Regions from separate parts of the Capra hircus genome. Here region 2 is linked to region 1. Evidence: chromatin contacts called from public Hi-C data. All regions are on one chromosome and are shown on one strand. Each heading gives the region's core, a stretch centred on a gene start, on an enhancer-like site or on the middle of the called end of the contact. The rest is flanking DNA. Distances are from core to core; before and after follow the strand shown.

The links. Hi-C and Micro-C count contacts between places; a contact is called where the count stands out from the background.
Region 2: a contact with region 1 is called in a Hi-C map of blood, with 7 times the contacts expected there. The contact joins the promoter of LOC106503272 here to the enhancer-like site in region 1. A contact is called at or near these places in 2 of 5 Hi-C or Micro-C datasets (blood and liver).

Annotation. Positions count from the first base shown.
Region 1 is chr19:33,337,996-33,341,826 of ARS1.2, reverse strand. It overlaps LOC106503272, which reads left to right. Exons shown (of 3, transcript XM_018064005.1): 3 at 850-1,566. The coding sequence ends at 1,566. Among named protein-coding and RNA genes, the nearest start is that of AKAP10, 79 kb to the left of the region's middle. Within about 2 kb of position 2,171, at least 1 of the 5 cell types and tissues checked has an H3K27ac peak or open chromatin away from gene starts, as enhancers often do.
Region 2 is chr19:33,402,459-33,406,289 of ARS1.2, reverse strand. LOC106503272 reads left to right here and starts at 1,701. Exons shown (of 3, transcript XM_018064005.1): 1 at 1,701-1,763.

The sequences.
Region 1 (3,831 bases), core at 922-3,421:
TGGTTGGGAGAACTTATTTGTGTTTTTTCTCCTTCAGCTCAGGTATGGTTTACCTGGGCTAGAGTGTGAGCTCATTTAGGGCCACCCCCCCTCCCCCACACACACTTCAATAACTTTCAGCAAATGTTTGTTCTCTGCCTTCCGTGCTGGGGAAGAAGACAGACAAGGAGCAGGGGTCCTGCTGTCTTTCTGCCATCCCTAACCATTCTTCTGGCCCCACAGCAGTCCCTCTCCTCTGTCTGAACACAGTGTGTATGGGGTCACCTGCCAGCGCTTGGGGTGGGCATCTGTGGATGGTCACCTGTTTGTATCTCTTCCCTCTGAGAAGGGAATAACCTCCAGAGGTTTTTGTGCTACTTTTTATTGTCTTTGAATTTCTTGTGTGTCGCTCTATCCTGATTTCTGTGTGCCATATAGTTCTTTTTTGGTTGGTTCCCAGTCTTTTAAGAAAAAAACAATAATACATTGGGACCATCCTGGTGGTCCAGTGGTTGACTCCCTGCTTCCAATGCACGGGGCATGGGTTCCATCCCTGGTTGTTTGAGGGGGTGGGGTTGTCTCAGCCAAATAAATACATAAAAATACACATCATATTTTTAAAACTTCATTATTTGAATGTGATTGATGGGTGGTGACTCCCCACGACCTTACACGGATCTCTGAAGCAGTGCTGGATGACCGCGCCAGAACCGAGGGCATCCGGGTTTGTCCACTCTTGCGCTGTTCCCTCCGGCCCGCCACTGCCTGAGGAGCGGGATGGGCAGATGGGGCCTGCTCCATGCTTTGCCGGTTTATGGTGCTCCTTCCGGGAAACGCATCTCTTCACCCTCTCTCCCCTACCTCTCTCAGCTCAAGCGGGCCAGCAGCGAGGACACCCTCAACAAGCCCGGAGCGGCCGCTGCTTCCGGGGCAGCAGCTCGGCTGAAAAAGACGTCCACGTCCGGGGCCATCTCCGAACTCACCGAGAGCCGCCTGAGGGGCCCCTCAGGTAGGCGGGAGTGGGGGCAAGGAGAGACTCAGGCGGTGGAGGCGGGCAGGTGGGAGGGTCTCAGGGAGGTGGGGGTAGGTGGGCGGGGTCCGGGGAGGGGCGCGGCACGTGGGGGGAGCCCAGGGCGGGGGAGCCCTGGAGGCTCTTGTCCATTTGAAAGCGTCTCAGGGCTCAGGTCTGTCAGGACCACTTTGAGTCAGGAGCTTTTAGGCGACAACATTCCACAACGGGGGGTTTCCTATGTCTCGGGGAGACAGACACAAGGGAACAGGGAGGCGGTGGGGAGCCCTGTGTGTCCCTCCGCCCCTCTGCTTGTCCGTCTCTTTGCACGTGTGGCCTTCATGGGGATTCAGGCAGAGTGGTACAGGCCGTGGGGCTGTCTTGGGGTCTTGGTGCGGCGGTGTAGACGAGTGCGTGGGCCCGCAGGTCCCTGGCGGAGCTGCCCAGCCTGCTTCCTGGGTCCTGTGGAGACCAGGACTGGAGGCTGCTTACAGTCGCTCAGACGCCGGTGGCCGCTGAAAGCCGTGGGCATTCTCTGTGTTAGCAGTTTCTTGAGAAACAGAAAAGGTTTTTTTTAAATCCATTATTCAGAGCGTTGGAAACTTAAAACATCAAAGAATATATTTCATTTTCTTTTGCAGCATGTAGATAAGAAAACTGAGCTTTCCGTGGTCCAACTCACAATGCAGGCCCATAAATAATAGTAATGTATTGCTCAGTCATCCAAGATGGGAACAGCTGAAATGTTCCTTTATGATAGGGGTTTAATGGTAGCCTGCTTATGACTTTTTTACTTTTACGTAAAATATCACAGATTAGCTTTCCAAAGTATATTTTAATTTACCCAGTTTTCAAAAAGTTGAATCTGTAAAGAATATATGTGACTTTTTTTATGATGTGGGAATGGCCTCATGTTTCTCTACGACCATTTTACTTTTTGAAAGACTGGTTTCATACTTAATATACACACATTTGGTTTTTCTAAATAATTCTATTTATTGATGCTCGGGCTTTATCCCACTTGCGGTGAGCAGGGGCAACTCTAGTTGCTGTGCTCAGGCTTCTCGCTGCAGTGGCTTCCCTTGTTGCAGAGCACAGGCTCTAGCATGGGCTTCAGCAGTTGTGGCTCCCGAGCTCTAGAGCGCAGGGTCAGCGGTTGCAGCTCCCGGCTCTAGAGCGCAGGGTCGGCAGTTGCGGCTCCCGGGCTCTAGAGCGCGGGGGCGGCAGTTGCGGCTCCCGGGCTTAGTTGCTCCTTGGCATGTGGGATCCTCCCATACCAGGGCTGGAAGCTGTGTCTCCTGCATTGGCATGTGGATTCTTTACCACTGAACCACCAGGGAAGTCTTCACACATTTTGTTTTTAAAATACAGCATATGAAAGTACAATATATTTTTTTATCAAGCCAGCCTGACTGTTTTTACAAGTTAACAAAGAACCACTAAAAAACTAACCGACTGACCTCACTCTCAAAATATTGATGTAAAAACGTGAGGTGAAAATTTTAGCAAGTAGAATTCAACAAATTAACAGCAGTAGTGCATATCAAAACCAAGTGGATTTATGGCATCCAAGATTGGCTTACCAGGAAATTCAGGAATATAATCCATCAAACAATATTGATAGGCTAAATAAGAAAAACCATGAGGTCATCCCGATAGAGATGGAACATTCCTTGGACAAAGAGAGCACTCTTTGATTTCACTTTCACTTCTTTCTGATTAAAAAACAAAAACAAAACTCTTGGTAGACTACAAGTGTATGGGTACTTCTTTAGTGATATGAAATGAATGTATCTCCAGCCGAAACTAGCATTATGCTGTATGGTGAAATCTTAGAAGTATTTCCATTAAAATCAAGAATGACTTAAGGTTGACTATCACCAATTTTTTCTTCAAGTATTAAGCTAGGCAGTGAGACATGAGAGCCATAGGAGGGTGTTCATGTTAGAATATAATGGTGATTTTATGCAGACAATAACATTGTATGCTTAGAATTTCCTGAAAGTTGTATCATTAGAAAAACCTTATCATGTCCTAAAAATGTGTTCGATATGATAAGAGTTCAGTGTGTGGCTGATTATACAATGTGAAATACCAATAGCTTTCTCATCAATAACTAGTTAGGAAAGATAATAACATAAGAAATAATCCCATTTATAAAGGAATGAGAAAGGTAAATAAGCTTAATATTGGCACTTCCCAGGTAGCGCAGTGGGTAAAGAATCCACCTCCAGTGTAGGAGACGCGGGTTTGATCCCTGGGTAGGGAAGATCCCCTGGAGAAGGGAATGGCAGCCCACTCTAGTATTATTGCCTTGAGAATTCTGTGGACAGAAGAGCCACAGTCCATGGGGTTGCAAAGAGTTGGACAGAACTGAGCATGCATGCACACAAACAATATGACAAGGGCGTATATTTTAAAAAATCTTAAAACTTTTTAAAGGACATAAGTGAAGGTATGCATAAGTAGAAGGGTATATACCTGGTTCTTGAATAAGACTAAATATAACAAAGATTAAATTTAGTAGATATGTTAAATAAAACAAATGTCTGAAGTATCCTATGAATTTGTCTTCATCTCAGTGATAGTATCAGTGGTAATTCGAGAGCAGAAACACTGATAAAATGATACCAATTTATATGAAACAGCAGTTCTCAGCCTCAGGCGATTTTGCCCTTTACCCCAACCCAGGGAACCACTGGCAGTCTGCAGAGGTTTGGCTGGCATCACTGTGGGTGATACTGCCATCTAGTGGGCAGAGGTCAGCGGTGCTGCTGAACTTCCTGCAAGGCACAGGATAGCCCCTCACAGAAAGGAAGGGTCCTGCCAGAAATGTCAGTAGT
Region 2 (3,831 bases), core at 452-2,951, 65 kb before region 1:
TCTTCGCATGAGGTGGCCAAAGGATTGGAGTTTCAGCTTCAGCACCAGTCCTTCCAGTGAATATTCATAATTGATTTCCTTTAGGATTGACTGGTTTGATCTCCTTGCAGCCCAAGGAACTCTCAAGCATCCTCTCAGCACCACAGTTGGAAAGCCCTGTACATGTGCAATATGAAGCACATGTTGGGGAAAAGAGAAAGGAGAGGAAGAACTTCCTCCTACTTCTCACCTTGCTCAGTTTAGATTTGGCAGCACACACACACACACACACAGACACACACATACACACAGACACACACATACACACACAGACACACCTGTCTCTTTTCACAAACAACTTCTCTTCTTTTCTCAGGGGTTCTCATCTTCCACACTTTTGGCGCTTGGGTCAGATCATTCTTGGTGGTGGGCCCATCCTGTGCCAACATTATATGTTGCAGCATCAGGGGCCTCTACCCACTAGATAGCAGTGCCCCTCCCCCAAGTGTGAAAACCACAGTGTGTCCAGCCATCTCCAAGTTCTTCTGGGTGGGGAGGTGGGGGTGGGGGACATACGGCCCCTGAGAACCCCTAGTCCTGGCTCGTTTCCCTACTGATGCTGAGACTCCACCTGCCCCAACGCATACATACAACTTCTTAGGCATCATATGTGTGAAATCTCTTTTCCTTTCCTGTGTAGCCCACAGCTCCATCTTAACGGATTCTTTTCATAAATACTTAAACCTCTTCAAACAACCCTCCTTCAACAACACTTCCAGGGAACCCCTAAGGCAGCACCTGTCCTTCTGTTCCCTCCACATGTTGAGGGGTTGGTATTTTCCGGGCTTCATTTCTTTCTCCTCTTTCCATCTTCCCTCCCTCAAGTATGATTCAGGGACCTGCCATTTGGCTCCTGAAGCTTCCACTAAGGTCTTAGATGACTTCCCAGTGCACAAATGCAGTGTACATGAGGCTCACTGGAGCAGAACCAGATGGAGGCAGTGTGAGTGTGGTGTTACCCTGTTGAATTTTGGCTTTTCAGAGGCATCCTCGAGGCGACGTTGGGTGGACACTGATAGTTGAGGGCTGGAGTGAGAGGGGTGGCCTGGGCCACCAGTGCACCTGGGATGGACCTGTGTGTGTGTATATATATATATATATGTACCTGATGCCACAGGTGAGATGAGGTCCCTTGGAGAAGAGTGGTCCGTGGGACTTAGACCAGATGTTCTCAAACTTAAGGGAACTTAAGAATCAATTGAAGGGCTTGCAAAAGGCAGATTGCTGGGCCCCACCCCCAGAGTTTGTAAAGCAGCAAATCCTACGGAGCCGCGGCGAGGGGGCGTTTGAGTTTCCAACCAGGTCCTCCCGAGATGCTAAAACTGCTGGTCGGCTACCACGCTTGGCGGTCCAGGTACCAGCTGGGCGGTTCCGGTACCGCGCTGAACAGTCCTAGTACCGAGCTCTGTGGTTCGGCTATCGAGCTTTGAGGTCCAGGCACCGCGCTGGTCGGCCGGGTACCGAGCTCTGTGGTTCAGGCACCGCGCTTTGCGGTCCGAGTGCCGAGCTTTGCGGATCCGGTACCACGCTTAGCGGTCTAGGCACCGCGTGGGCGGGAGACGGCGCAGGGCCGCGGGACTACAACTCCCAGCGTGCCCCCGCGCCGCTCGCGCGCGCCCCCTGCAGGCGGCTCGGGGCGCCGCTCGGCGGCGGGGGCCGCTCGGGAAGTCCGTGAGGGAGCGCGGGAGCCGCGGCGGCTGCTGGCTGCGGAGCGGAGCTGGCGGGTGAGTGGGGGCGGCGCCGACCACTCTCGCCTCGCGTCTGAGCCGCGTGGTCATCTCGGGTTGCGGGTCCGGGTCTAGGTCCGGAATGGGGGTCCGGGGTGCGGGGTTCGGGGTGCAGGGTCCGGCGCGGGTCGCGGGGCTGCCCCTCGCTGAGGCGGCGTCCGGACGGTCCAGCTCGGGCGGCCGGACCCGTGTCGCAGGTGGCGCGGCAGGAGACTGGCCTCCCCTCCGGGCCGGGGGTGTCCGGGAGCGCTGGACGGATGCCGGCGCCGCGGACTCGGGGCCCCAGAGGCGCCCCCGGAGCGGCCCCGCGGGAGCTATCCCGGGTGCTGCGAGGCGGGGCGGGCGGTCCGTGGGGTCCAGGCCCCTGCGAACCGTGGGCCCCGCTGCGCTGGCCCGGCCGGCGTGGCGCACCTGGACCCGGGCGCCGTTGGGATGCCCGGTGGCCCGGGATGCGCAGCCTGTCAGGAGCGCAGGGGGACGCCTCCTCCTCGCGCATCCGGGGAACGCCGTTAGTTTTAGAATTCTGTTTTAAAAAGGGAATTCGGACCCTGAATATCTCATTTTTGAGGTGTGGGCGCTGCGTTTGCCAGCAGGTAAGTTTATATAATGAGCGCTGCTCGCTTGGAGAGACGCGTTCCCGGAGGCTGCTCGCCCTTGCCCTCTATCGGGAGCATTTCGCCCGCCGTGACGCGCTTATCCATCAGCAGCTGCGGGCGCTGCAGGCAGCAGATAAAGCGCCGCTGAGTCGTCACAAGTCAAATTTTGGTTTCAGAAGATTTCTGTCGTTTAGTTTCAAACAAGATGCTGTTTCATTTAAGATGGGAGACGAGGTTGGGGGTGGGGGCAAGCCTGTCATCCCCGATGCCTTACTCTCCAGAAAACAGCTTTGCAGGACGAAGTCTGGAAGCAAACTGTTTGATTTGTGCCCCAAACTAGACCTGGAGCGTCCACTCTGAGGTCTGTTCGTTTTAATCGTTTTTCCGGTTGATTTGTCTGCTTGTTGTACATGGACAATCTTCTTTTCTGTTAAACAACAGAGGTCTCTTTCTAATGTTTGTACTCATTTCTTGTTTTCTATGGACCACCTCTCCAGAGCCTTGACTATTAAATAGGACATTTTTGTCTCGGGCTTGGTTTTAGGGGAATGTTGCCAGTGTTTCCTCATTAAGGATCTTCTTTAACAGATTAAGTCAGTTTTTGTTTTGTGGATTTCCACCCCCTCCCAAAATGCTTCTGTGTAGCATGTATTGATATGACCATGTAGTTTTCTTCTTGAAATTGTTAACATCACAGGAGATTATTTTGCTAGATTTTCTGTTGCCAATGGGTTGTTTGATACTGACATTTTATTTAGGATTTGGGGATCTGTATTGATAAGAGATTGGTGTTATGTTTTTTCACCCTCCTCCCATGTCTGAGTTCATAATCAAGGTTATGCTGTCCTCAGTGGTGGAGAGGGGAAAGTTTTCTTCATGCTCTGAAGCAGAATGATCTTGTCCCGAAGTCTGGCAGAATCTGACTGCAGACTGCCTGGACTGCTGGTGTTGGTTTTTTTTTTTTTTTTTTTAAGAAGTTGGTATTAGTATTTAACTACCTTTCCATTTTTTCCATCATTGGCTTTTCTAAGGTTTTCTGCCTCTTCAACCTGATACTTTTACGTCCTCCCAGAAAATCATTAGCACTGTTGACATTTAACATATGTTAAGATAATGTTATGTATTGTAGTCTGTTGTAAGAGAAAAAGTCTCCCTTGTCTGTGGTGCAGTCTCCTGTTTATACTTACGTGTGTGTATGCGTGCGTGTGTGTCCACCTTTTCTCTTTTTTAATTGGCCAGACTTGCTTCATGCTTGCTGGCTTCTTTTCAAATAACCAGCTTTTGGATTTATTGATTAATCCAGCTTTCGGATTTATTGATTAATCCTATTGATTTTTTTCTATGTCATTAATTTCTGTTCTTTTTCTTTCTCCTTAACTTGGGTTTATTTTACTCAAATTTTAGCCTTTTGAGTCGAAAGATTCTATCATATAATCAATCAGTCCTCCTGATGGAGGCAAGGACTTATA